3 separate regions of the Mus musculus genome follow, and all the other regions are linked to region 1. Evidence: chromatin contacts called from public HiChIP or PLAC-seq and promoter capture Hi-C data. All regions are on one chromosome and are shown on one strand. The core of a region is the stretch at or near the end of the contact, and the rest is flanking DNA. Distances in the headings are between cores, read along the strand shown. Region 1 holds the start of Klhl12 (kelch-like 12). Region 2 holds the start of Timm17a (translocase of inner mitochondrial membrane 17a). Region 3 holds the start of Zbed6 (zinc finger, BED type containing 6).

What was found. Promoter capture Hi-C pulls out the DNA fragments that hold promoters and counts their contacts. HiChIP or PLAC-seq counts read pairs in DNA pulled down with a chosen protein or histone mark.
Region 2: a promoter capture Hi-C map of cranial neural crest shows a contact between it and region 1. The contact joins the promoter of Timm17a here to the promoter of Klhl12 in region 1. A contact is called at or near these places in 1 of 39 promoter capture datasets (cranial neural crest) and 1 of 115 datasets of contacts at active chromatin or transcription factors (embryonic stem cells).
Region 3: an H3K27ac HiChIP or PLAC-seq map of extraembryonic endoderm stem cells shows a contact between it and region 1, with 7 times the contacts expected there. The contact joins the promoter of Zbed6 here to the promoter of Klhl12 in region 1. A contact is called at or near these places in 1 of 39 promoter capture datasets (hippocampal neurons) and 1 of 115 datasets of contacts at active chromatin or transcription factors (extraembryonic endoderm stem cells).

Annotation. Positions count from the first base shown.
Region 1 is chr1:134,453,529-134,457,635 of GRCm38.p6, forward strand. It overlaps Klhl12 (kelch-like 12), which reads left to right and starts at 2,003. Exons shown (of 12, transcript NM_001311136.1): 1 at 2,003-2,137.
Region 2 is chr1:135,311,434-135,315,540 of GRCm38.p6, forward strand. It overlaps Timm17a (translocase of inner mitochondrial membrane 17a), which reads right to left and starts at 2,304. Exons shown (of 6, transcript NM_011590.2): 1 at 2,261-2,304. The coding sequence starts at 2,286.
Region 3 is chr1:133,659,130-133,663,236 of GRCm38.p6, forward strand. Zbed6 (zinc finger, BED type containing 6) reads right to left here and starts at 1,756. Exons shown (of 1, transcript NM_001166552.1): 1 at 1-1,756. The coding sequence starts at 468. Zc3h11a (zinc finger CCCH type containing 11A) reads right to left here and starts at 2,270. Exons shown (of 18, transcript NM_001276767.1): 1 at 2,108-2,270.

The sequences.
Region 1 (4,107 bases), core at 753-3,252:
CCTGGCTATCCTGGAACTCACTCTGTAGACCAGGCTGGCCTCAAACTCAGCTATCTGCCTGTTTCTGCCTCTGGAATTAAAGGTATGCACCACCACTAACTGGTGAAAACCTTCCACCACACAACAACGAACTAATAGCTCCCCCCTCCCTTTTTTTTCCACAGTTAACACTGAGAAAAGAGCTTTTTACTGTTGACATTTTACAACTGGGTCTGGCTGGTCTGTTGCTCATTAAATAGGTCCAGGTTTGCCTCAAATCGCATCCTTCTGCTTCTTGAATGCTGGAAATACAAACCTTAGTTAGTATGCCTGGCCACAAAACTGTTTTTACATATTGTATCTTTCCACTTGGATCTGGTTGTTATCCAATACATCTATGTAGCAACTTTCTCCAAGTTTTCCTTGATACTTTTCTGTCTGCCTTCCTGTCTGTGCCTCCTCGCTGTCCTATTTTCTCCTTCCTTCCCTCATCTCACCCCTGGAATGCACACAACCTCCTCTTTAGGCCATTTTTCTCTCTTATGGCTCCAAGAATATCCATACGTGTGCAAGTACACTTTAACCTTTCTTGGTTTCAAACCACACTAATTCATATTTACTTGCTTAAAAGATGTACTCATATACATAAAATAAATAAAATCTTAAAAACAAAAACAAAGAAACTCTCAACCCTCTGACCTTCACCTGTCTTGGGCCTTTCACATGCCAGCCACATTTTCAGCTTTAGTTGTTATTGTTTTCTCCCCTTGAATTTGTTCTCTCCTGCTTTAGTCTCCCAAGTGTGGGTATGCACGTGTAATGTCTAGCTCTCACAGAAATTCTTAAAGAATTTGTGTGTTTTTCTGCTCATCAGGAAAGCATTTGCCTAGATGAAAGAAAAAGGGCAAAGATGTTACTAGGGGAAATGCATATATAAAAGCAGAAGTAGCCAGAGAAGACCAGGAGAACCAGTAGATATGTTTTGTAATTTTAAGATTTTATGTGCATAAATGGTTTGCCTACATGTATACATGAGCACCATGTATGTGCCTGGTGCCCAAGATCGTTAGCTTCTGTTCTAGCTACCTTAAGTTCATCTGCTGTAGTAGTTCTGGGTCCAGATTTGGTGGGGAAGCATTCCTGCCCTGAAGTCTGATGACTACACTACAAAACCTAGACAAAATAGATCTACATTGATCATTTTAACAACTATTTCCAGAGTGCCCTCAACATTTTCTATCAATTCTGCACTCTGTCCACCATATTTAAATGTCAGGAACAGTTTGGGATCAAGAAGCTATGACACGAAGAAAACACTATGTAAAACGAAGACGCTGCCCTCTTGACTACACTTTACTATCCCTAAGAACCAAACGCCGTGCAAAGGAAAACTGGATAATCCAATTAGTCATTCATCTATACTGGAACAAGAAACATCTTTCCCTTCTCAGCCAAAGGCAAAAAGTCAAAATCAACGAAAAGCAAACGTCCTAAGAACCGCAGCACTAATGAACGACCATGGTGAGTCAGAGGAGAGGAGATGGCTGTGGCGTCTTCTTTGAGAAGGGTCTTTGCAGTTTCCCCTACTGCGACCCATTTCTGGTGGCTCAGTCAATCCACAAGTTCCTTTTCCTTGGAGTGAAGGAAGCAATCGCCTCATGGTGACAGGCACATTTAGGACCCTGTGGTTATCCGGGATGGGAAAGTCCTCCCTATGGTGAAGCGGAGCCTGATTCTTCAGAAACCGACCTAGAGAACTCTGAAACCCCGTGGGTCTCCCGAGTGTGGCAGGAACGCAGCCTAGCGCCTGCCATACCGCGTGGGGACCGCCAGTCTTGGGTCCTTCTGGCCTCCAGCGCACTGTCACACGCGGCACTCCCCACCCACCCGTCTACCCACTCTCAGGTCTCTTTTTCTGAGCTCTCAGGTAAGCAGGACTTCTTGGCTCGGCCTCCTAAGGTGACGTAACCCAGGAGAGGCCCGCCCCTCCCGTGGCGTGACGTCATCATGCCGCGCGGTCGCCGTACTCCGAGACTGGAGTTTACCACGGAGACTGCTCCGCAGCGGCTGGTCCGGGCGGCAGCGGCGGCGCTCCGGCTGCTCAGCCGCCTGGGAGCCCGGCGCCTAGCACCTCGGCTCGGACGGCCCAGGAGCCCTGGTGAGTGAGCGCGGCCCTGACACACGGCCTTTCCCTCTGCCCTCAGCCGGGGGCGCGGCCTTCCCCCAACCCGGGTACCCCCCCCAGCCCGGGTCGGTAGGAGATGAGCTGGGGCGCTGCAGGCATAGCGCTGCCTTCTCGGCTTCTCCGGAGCAGCTGCCGCCTGCCCCGGGAGAAGGTTTAACCTGGGAGGAAAGAATTCAGCTGAGAAACAGTAAGGGGACGTTTATTTAGTAAAGCTACACACTCCAAAGATTGGAGTGGGCTTCCTCCGAAGGTAGGCAGTAGCGCATTGGGGTTTTAAAGAAGTTTCTTAAGAATATTAGTGAGGTGTAAGGTATATTCATGCATGAAGGTAAGATAATTCCCTTTCCCTCCCAAATTATAGTGGTCTTCACCTCCTCTTGTAAGGCATTTATCCCCAGCAATCTTGAAAAAAAAAAAAAAAAGCAAGGTATGGGGTGGGAGATTTGGAAACTCCAACACATTGTAATGAAGCCAGTGCCTTTTGAGAATGCAGACCCTTTAACGCGGTTTTGGCAATTTGTTAAGTATCGTTTGCCTTGGTGGAACATCCCAAATACAGTTTTACAGATTTTGACCATGGGAACCTTAGTGTAGTCCCTGCTTAACCGGGAGACACAGCTACCAAGATACTGTTGCAGCTTCCATGATTACCGCATATCTAACTCCTTGCCTACCTAGGTCTCCCTAATACTTGATGGTAAGCTTGGTGTTCTTAGGGGAGAACTCCTTTCTCTCTCTCTCTCTCTCTCTCTCTCTCTCTCTCTCTCTCTCTCTCTCTCTCTCTCTCTCATTGCCTTTTTTCTTCCTTCTAGAATGATTTAGAATGGAACCCCTCTATTTACATATTAGCTGTTCTAGAATGTGTAGTTTTTGAATGGTGAATATATGGTCAGGCTTTGTGCTAGGAGGAAAGTTGCAGCCCTGAGGTTACTGTCATTTATGAAACAAATCTTAAAGTTTAATCACAGGCTGGGCCTTGTGCTAGAACACTAGGAAATCTTCATAATCTTCAGCTCCTGAGAATTCAGCAAATCCCCAGTTTCTTGCATCTCATAGTTTGAAACTATGTTAGCTTAAGCAAACCTTTTAAAAACAAAAAGCATTTACTTTAGCAAGTTGTCTCAGTTTTTGGTTAAATACATGTTGCAGAGTTTGGGGGGGGGGGGGAGTGTCCAGAGTCCTTTTGAAGGAGCTACTGAACAAAAGATGACAATGTAGAATCTCAGTTTTAATCTTAGGAAATTAGGATTGTAGACTTTAGATGAATAGTTTCTTTTTTCTTTGGTTCATTTTAGAAAGTTTTGCATCCTCAAAGGACAGTTTTCATAAGCACCTTCATTGCATCCCCTAGAAAGTGTTCTGAGGAGGAAAATCCCAGGGAGAATCTGAGGCAGGTGGATCTCTGTGAGTTCAAGGCCAGCCCAGTCTACAGAGTAAGATTCAGGATAGCTGGGGCTACCCAGAGAAACCTTGTCTCAAAAAAAAAAAACAAAAACAAAAACAAAACAAAACATAGATACCAAAATCTGAGTGTGCTGGTCTTCTTTGTTTACTTTGTTTCTTTGAAACAAAAGTCTCTTTATGGAGCCCTGGCTGGCCTGGAGCTCATTATGTAGACCAGGGTGAGCTCCAACTTGCAGAAATCTACCTTTGTCTCCTGAATGCTTGGCTTGCATATACCACCACACCTGGCTCTGAAGTCATGTAGAGTTAAATGCATAGTATTTGCATATACCACTTACATACCCTATCAAGACAAGTTCTGGATTACTTATCACATCTAAAACAGTACAGTTATTTACTGTATTTGTGTTGGCTAGTTTTATATCTGTGACAAAAGCTATGGTCATCTGAGAGGAGAGAGCCTTGATTAAGATAATGCCTGCAGAAGATTGGGCTGCAAGCAGTTAAGCTGGTAGGGCATTTTTTAAATTAGTGATTGG
Region 2 (4,107 bases), core at 1,054-3,553, 860 kb after region 1:
AGTGACAATGGAATGGTTGGCTACTCCAGAGCTCCTGTCAACTCTCCATCAGTCCAAAGGCTGTATAAAAACCCTGGCTGCTGTGCAATACAGTAGCTCTGCACCTCAATGCTGGCCTTTGGAATCTGTTTGGCCAGGTTAGTGACTCCGCCTCCTCACCCACTCCTTGATCCTGGTTCCCACACACATGCTGCCTGGGCAAGCACAGAGAGGTTTACTTGGGCTTATAAACAATTTTACAACGAAGTCTAAAGTTAGCAACAACAACAAGAAGTCGTTTGTAAGTAGTATGTCCATTAGAAGTAGAAGAAATTTCTCAGTGTGTCACACAGTCTCAAGAGATATGTACTTGGGAGAAAGAGACAGAGACCAGCCTAGGCTACATGGTAAAACTCTATCTTAACCCCCAAACTATGGTCCCTCCCTATAAAAGACAAGCGCTATAGTAAGCCAGCACCTGGTCCATCACTATAACAGTAGTATATTTTATTTATTTATTTATTTTGGGTTTTTTTTTTTTTTTTTTTTTTGAGACAGGGTTTCTCTGTGTAGTCCTGTTGTCCTGGAACTCACTCTGTAGACCAGGCTGGCCTTGAACTCAGAAATCCGCCTGCCTCTGCCTCCCAAGTGCTGGGATTAAAGGCGTGCGCCACCACCGCCCGGCAACAGTATGCTTTTAAACTTGCCATTATTGCTCACTAGAATCTAAATAATGACTAATTTCCCTTTAGAATTCATAATCTTCTAACTTGATAAAAAGACTGGGACTATCTCCTCTGTATTTTACAAATGAACGAAGGCTCACACAGAAGTTAAGTAGCCTGCCCCAGATGGAATAAATAACTAGAACAGCCAACTTAAGCACAAAAGTTGGTACTCCAACCCCCCGCAAACTCTGTCCACTCTATTTATAGATCCTAAAGCACTCCGAGAAAGCAACAAAGAAGTATTATGACAATGATTAAACCATCTACTGTTTCAGACAGCGCTGGCCTCAGAACACACCAAGAAAAAAAAGGAATGTCCAGTAACTTATCAAACATCAAGACATGGCCTTGCTATGTATCCTGGGCTAGCCTAGAACCTAAGTGCTGAGATTACCAGCATGCACAGTGCACTCTGATGAAAATATGTCTGACACAAGGTCTAACCCCAGCTGCCCTAGAACTTGCTATGGAGCCCAGGCTGTCCTTAAACTTGCTGGCTCTCCTGCTTCTACCTCATGAGGCCTGTGCCACCTGACCTGGGGAAAACTCAAATGTATCAAAATTACCCCTCCTGCTAATCTGTGTCATTATACGGCATCTAGTACCAATTTATACAGTCCAGCTAAACCCTGCATATCCAACCCCAACACATGGAGATAACCTCCTCTGAGGACAGAAGGCTGAAGCATACTTTTGGGAGTGCCACCAAATAATAATTTAAAATCCTGGGCAGACACACTATTTGAGGATAATACCCTGACGCTCATTACAAACAAAAACCCAGAATACCAAGATCTATTAGCTTGTGACACCTGAGGCTTTATTCAAACAACTGTTGAGACTCGACAGCTATTACATTAATTTACTGCAAACAGCTATGCCTGATTTACTCTTGTTTACACCTTGAGCCAAGCATACAGCCCTTACTTAATAAACACTTAATGAATTTATGTCTATTCATGGCTTTTCAGAGAACACACGCAGCTCATCTCTTCCTATTTTCCACATACTGATATATCTTTTTTCTTCGGGAATTCCACATAGGAAAGGCCGCTTCAGCCTACAAGGAGCTCATCCAGCCCCCTTGGATGTTGGGTGAAATTTGTGGTCTACTCATTTGAAATGCTTCATCGTGGGGACACTTAGTCCTCATAGGCATAAGGCCTCGGGTATGGCACTCGGAGATCTACATTCCCTTCGTCGAGGCAGAAACTGAGCAGAGCGAGGCTTAGGGACGTGTTCAAGGTCGCCTCAGCAGGCAGAAGGGATCATTATTGTCCCCGCACAAAGTCGACAGCACCTGCCATAGGGAGGAGGTTCCAAAGCTCCACCAAGCCCAGCACCGGACCTCCTCCCAATGCACCACAAGGTCACAGGGGTGCTGGGGTCCTGGCACACTGCGCTAAAAAGCCACCTTTGTCACGCTCATCCACACTACCCACAGCTGCCCAGATCTCGGCGCCGAGCCGCGCGGAGCTCCGCTTGCACCTCAGACTCCGACCACGGCGGATGGAGGAGGTAATTAAGGGACAAGGGCGGCGGCGGCAACTCACCACGGCTCTCTCGCGTATTCCTCCATCTTGGCTCCAACCCGCGCGAGAGTCTACGGCACGCTGGGCGGAAATTGATCCCCGCGACGGAAGTGATCCCAGGCGGAGGCGTGCTACTGGACGGGGATTGGAGCATCTCTTCCTGCCGCAGCCAATGGCAATCGGACTCCTTGTAGACCCGGAGCGTGGAGGCTCCCCGGCCAGGGCGTGGAGGTTCGGGGGTTCGGAGTACTGAGTGACAGAGTTCAGATCAGCCCCGTGGCCTGGGATAAACATTGATTGCCCTTTTTTTCGAGACAGAGTTTCTCTGCCCTGGAACTCGCTTATGTAGCCCAGTCTGGCTTCAAACTCAGATCAGCCAGCCTGTGCCTCCCGAGTGCTGGATTAAAGGTGTGTGTCACCACTATCCAGCCGCTATTTTTTAAAAAGTGCTTTTGCTGTCAGGTATTTATTAATAGTGCTACTTAATTTGCCGTGAACAGTGAATCTTTAATAAATATATGTAGCTCTTTTAGAGCAGATCTATATAGTCATAATGTCTGGAATGTAATAGATAACTTTTAAAATAAAGATTATTTTTATTAATTGATGTATGTACGGGATCTGGTGGGTGCATGGAGGTCTAAGGAGAGTCTACAGAACTGGAATTGTCAGGGCTGACAGCGAGTACTTTACCCACTGAGCCAATTTAGCAGCCCGAAAATAAGTGTTCATCTTATAGAGACAATTGGACCATTTCAGGAGCCATGGCCAATTTGAGACCATTGATTTTGGGGGTCGTTGGTGCCAGATCCTCTTCCATGCCTCCCCACAAAGGATAACCCAGAAAGCATGAGATATGTTTAGCCCAGAGAAAAGAGACTGAAAATAGGGCTATAGTCATACTTAAGTTGGTAAGTCAGATCCCCAGCATCATACACACACACACACACACACACACACACACACACACACACACACACACGGTTATGGTGGCACATATTGAAGTTCAGTGTTATATCCTCAGTTGCATTTAGAGTTCAAAGCCATCCTGAGATACTCCAGACTTCCCTTGTTAAAGAAGAAAAAGCTAAAAGTATGAAGTTTCACCAGCCTTATCAGGAAAACACAGTCACTGCCAGCTATAAAGGGAGTTCTTGTTCCATTCCACCTTAAAACAACAACAACGCCGGGCGTGGTGGCGGACGCCTTTATTCCCAGCACTTGGGAGGCAGAGGCAGGCAAATTTCTGAGTTCGAGGCCAGCCTGGTCTACAGAGTGAGTTCCAGGACAGCCAAGGCTACACAGAGAAACCCTGTCTCAAAAAAAAAAACAACAACAACAACAAAACAAAGCTAGATATTTGAGGCTAGACAGATGGCATAGCAATCAAGAGCCTGACTGTTCTAGAGGACTGGGGTTCAATTCCCAGCACAAATGGCAACTCACAATTGTCTGTTACTCCAGTTTCAGGGGATCTAACACCCTCTGCTGGCCTCTGCAGACACCAGGCCCACTTATGATACACAGATAATTCAGACAAAATACTCATGTTTTAATTATTTTTTTAAATATAGGTACTTATTTAATAGGAAAGCCAATGTAATAAGTAATAGACTGCAGTGACAAATGACATATTTTCCAGACTTTTTTTTGGGTGGGGGGGTGTTTCGAGACAGGGTTTCTCTGTGTAGCCCTTGCTGTCCTGGAACTTACTCTGTAGACCAGTCTGGCCTTGAACTCAAAAATCTGCCTGCCTCTGCCTCCCAAGTGCTGGGATTAAAGGCGTGCACCACCACTGCCCCGCTCAGATTTTTGGAAATAAGAGTCAACCAGCCATAGAGCTACAGAATAGCAACAAAATGTTTCTA
Region 3 (4,107 bases), core at 506-3,005, 790 kb before region 1:
TTTTTCACACAGGTTACAAATTGCTCTCCAGGTATATTGGGGGTCAACATGAAAGAAGTGCCACACAATGGAGGTTTTGGCTCTGGTACTAGGCAGATAGATTTGCTTTTCTATGTTGCCCTCAAAAAGACTTTCTTCATCTTGCTCAGGGGCACCGGAAGCTAACGAAGCAGGGGCATCAGCAACAGGTCTCCCAGACCCCAAATCCTTACTAAACTTTTTGGCAAGAATCAATTTTTTTCGGCGTCTTTTCCCCTTAATTCGCAAACCCTTCTTTCTTTTCTTTTTAGCAGGCAATTTTGTCTCTTTATTCGCTCCTTCTGCCACCATCTTTCCCTCTACCACATCGTCTTCGTCTGTGTTTGAATTAATGGAAACGCACCCCAGAATCCCAGCATCACCAAAAGTACTGCATCTTCTGCCAGGAGAGATTGAGGAAACTGGTACACTTAGAGTACATACACTCATTCTCTTTATGTCTCCACAATGCGGACCAGAACCTCTCAGTGGGTTTATTACTCTGGCAGAAATACAGCTGACCCTCTCCACTTGTATTACCTTTCCTCCAGTTTCTATGGGGAGTCAAATTCCCTTTCAACTGATGATTTCCAAGCCAGGTTATTTTTGGAGGAAAAATGACAGCAATGGAGAACATTCCCAAACTCTGTCTTGCAGGGCTTTAGGAGTTCTTGTAACTTTCAAATTCAAATCGTCCAGTGTCCTTATGTTATAGAAAAGAGAACCGAGGCCCATTTTCCCACCGTCATGGGATCTGGAGCAGCTAAAGGTTAAGTCTTCCAAATTGCAGGTTCACGTTCTTGCTGCCGAATCAAGAACTTCATCTGCTGGAAATGCCTTCAGTTCTTAAAATATGTACTTTTAGTGAATCCACACGACAACAACACTGGCTTTCCCTTAACTTCGGGAATATTTTCAGGAAATTTCACTTAAGCTTAGTGCACCACTCAACAGTCATCATTTAAGACTGACTTGCCAATACAACCTAAAAAGTCAATTCCGGCCAGCTAAATCAGATTCCACATACTAGGCATTAGCAGTAAGCGCTAGCTGTGCCCTTTCTGTTCTGATATTTTGAAAACTATAGGTGGCTGAAGAAAAATTAACTGGAAATAAAATTTCAAAACAAGGTAACAAGCTATATTCTTCATTTACGGTTTCTATCAAGAGTTCATATTTTTAGACTGAAGCAACATTACATACAACCTGTAAATAACTCATAAATTGACATTCTATGAGCAGCCAAACTAAAATAAGCTTTAAACCACTTCCATTCCTTTTCCGTGGGCCCCCTCCCCTCCCCTCAATACCAACACGTTTACCCTACGAAAGCATGGCTACCACTAGCTGCACAGCCGCCTTCTCTGGGTTCAGAACCAAAGCCTGGTAGATGTCAACAAAACGAGCCTTCCCCATGGGGATCCGCACCGATTATGGGCGTCTAAGGGGTGTTCTTCGTACGATCTCACCAATCCTACAAGAACGAAGAGTCCCTGTAGCTCTTGACTTCGAGGATGAAGGCTTGGGCGGGAGAGTAATCAGGGTAGGGAATGGGAATAGGATACCAGAATTCGACTCTGTATGTGGAATATTAGAAAACCTCCAAAGTAGTGGGACCCTAGAGAGGAAGGCGAGGAGGTAAAGTCGGGTCCAGGCACTTGATCTGATCTCGGGAGGGAGGGCCAGCTAACTAAAGAAACTGATTCCCGGAAGAGAGCAACCTAGTGTCAGTTCCCCCTCCGGGGGTCCGAAACAGTCGCTTTTCCGGGGCTACCCGGGAATCCCGGTTCGGGAACACCGGATGTGGGGGGAGGGGGAAGAGGTTGGTAAGTAAGGGAGCAGGCGCCGTGGGGGTGGGGCGGAGCGGGTGGGGGCAGGGAGGGTGGGAAAGTGAGCTGAAGTCTGCCTAGGAGCCCAGCAGGCCGGGGCCGCCGGCGGGAGTCCGGGTAGCTGCCGTGCTGATGGGCCCGGTTCAGACTTCCCGGGCTAGGCCGAAAGTCGGGCGAGGGGAGGCCGCTGCCACTCCCCTCGCCCTCTTCTCCCTCCCAGGCCCCAAGTCACCCGGGAATCAAAAAATGGGTCTAGTTACCAGAGAACAGAAACTTTACCGAACCGATGACAATGTCTCCGACTCCCGCGTGCTGCCACGTCTTTCTCTTTTCTTAGCTGCGGTCGCCCGCCGTCCTCACAGCAGCCGAACAAGCAGAAACCCAGGACTGCCAGCGTCAAAGATGGCGCCCGGCTACAGGCTCGCCTTTAAGGCTGGGCCAGTGAAAGTGCCAGCACGACGCAAAGCGCAGGCATTCTGGGAGTTGTAGTTTCCTCTATGAGGCCAGCCTTAAAATGGCTTCTTGGGTCATAGGGTCACGTGTCACGGAGGCACGGGGACCGGAATTTCTTTCTGTGGACCCGGATGCCTATCAGAAAATTATTCTTCACGAAAGTTTTGTTTTGTTGTAAAATCAAGGAGAGAAGCAAGAAACCTGTCTACCAGATACCAAACATTCAATTTATGTTAACCAGAGTGTGTATAATGAGCCTTCCAAACCTGATAGACATTTAATTAAAAATTAGCTCCGAACTAACTGACCTGTTGTGGCAGCACTTAAGAAGCAGAGGCAAGCAAGTCTCTGTGAGTTTGAGAACACCCAGATCTATATAGTGAGTTCCAAAACAGCCAGGACTATTTAGAGAGTCCTGTATCACAAAACAAAACAAAAACAAAAACAAAAACAAAAACAAAAACTACTTTTCTCTTGCAAAGTTGAAGGACTTCCATAGCAGAAGTTCTGCTCTGGATGCTTTCCTTTACTTAATCACATTTATCTGTTTGTTTGTTTTGGCTTTTGAGACAGATATACTATGAACTCCTAACCTGGAACTTGCTCTGTAGACCAGGCTAGCCTCCAATCTTTAGCAATTCTTCCTCTCCTTGAGTGCTAGTGCCACAGGCATCTGCTACCATGCCTGGCTAGTTTTGTCTGTCTTTCTTTCTTTCTTTCTTTCTTCCTTTCTTTCTTTCTTTCTTTCTTTCTTTCTTTCTTTCTTTCTCTCCTTCCTTCCTTCTTTCTTTCTCTCCTTCCTTCTTTCTTTCTTTTTTTCTTTCTTTCTTTTTTAAGGTTTATTTATTTTATATGAGTACACTGAAGCTGTCTTCAGACACACCAGAAGAGGGCATCAGATCCTATTACAGATGGTTGTGAGCCACCATGTGGTTGCTGGGAATTGAACTCAGGACCTCTGGAAGAGCAGTCAGTGCTCTTAACCACTGAGCCTTCTCTCCAGCCCATTTGTTTGTTTTCTTAAAACAACGTGTGTTAGAAAAATAATCCATGTTTGATAAGAAAGTTACAAGATCGTGCAGTATGTAAAGCACTTTCCATGTATGCCTCAATTCCATCCCCAAAACCCATAAAGTTGTCCTCTGACATTTAAAAGTATACTGTGACAGGAACACCCATCAGACAACAATCTTTTTTTTGTTTTGTTTTTGTTTTTGTTTTCTTCAAGACAGGGTTTCTCTGTGTGGCCCTGGCTGTCCTGGAAGTCACTTTGTAGACCAGGTTGGCCTTGAATTCAGAAATCTGCCTGCCTCTGCCTCCTGAATGCTGGGATTAAAGGCGTGTGCCATCACTGCCCGGCGACAACAATCACTTTTAAAAAATGAAAATAAAATTGTAAGTTCAATCGCCAAGTTGGGGGTGTCAGGAAGTTATGAAGAGCAGTGGGGAAGGAGGAATTTACGAAGGTTGAGAGACAAGAAGGAAAAAAATATGAGCAACTACCTCTCATTATTCACGTTATTTTGTACTTTTTCTTTAATATGAAGACAGACAGAAACACACACACACACACACACACACACACACACACACACGCTCGCGCACATAGTTTTTGGGAAAGAAATGGCCTCTGGGCCTGGTATAGTAGTATACACCCCTGATTCCAGCTCTTATGCCACAATAACATAAGATCACCACAGGCTAATCAAGACTATGTAATAAAATCCACAACAAAACATTCGAGGCGTGGTGGCGAGCACCATTAGTCCCAGCACTGAGAAGGCAGAGGCAGGTGGATCTCTGAGTT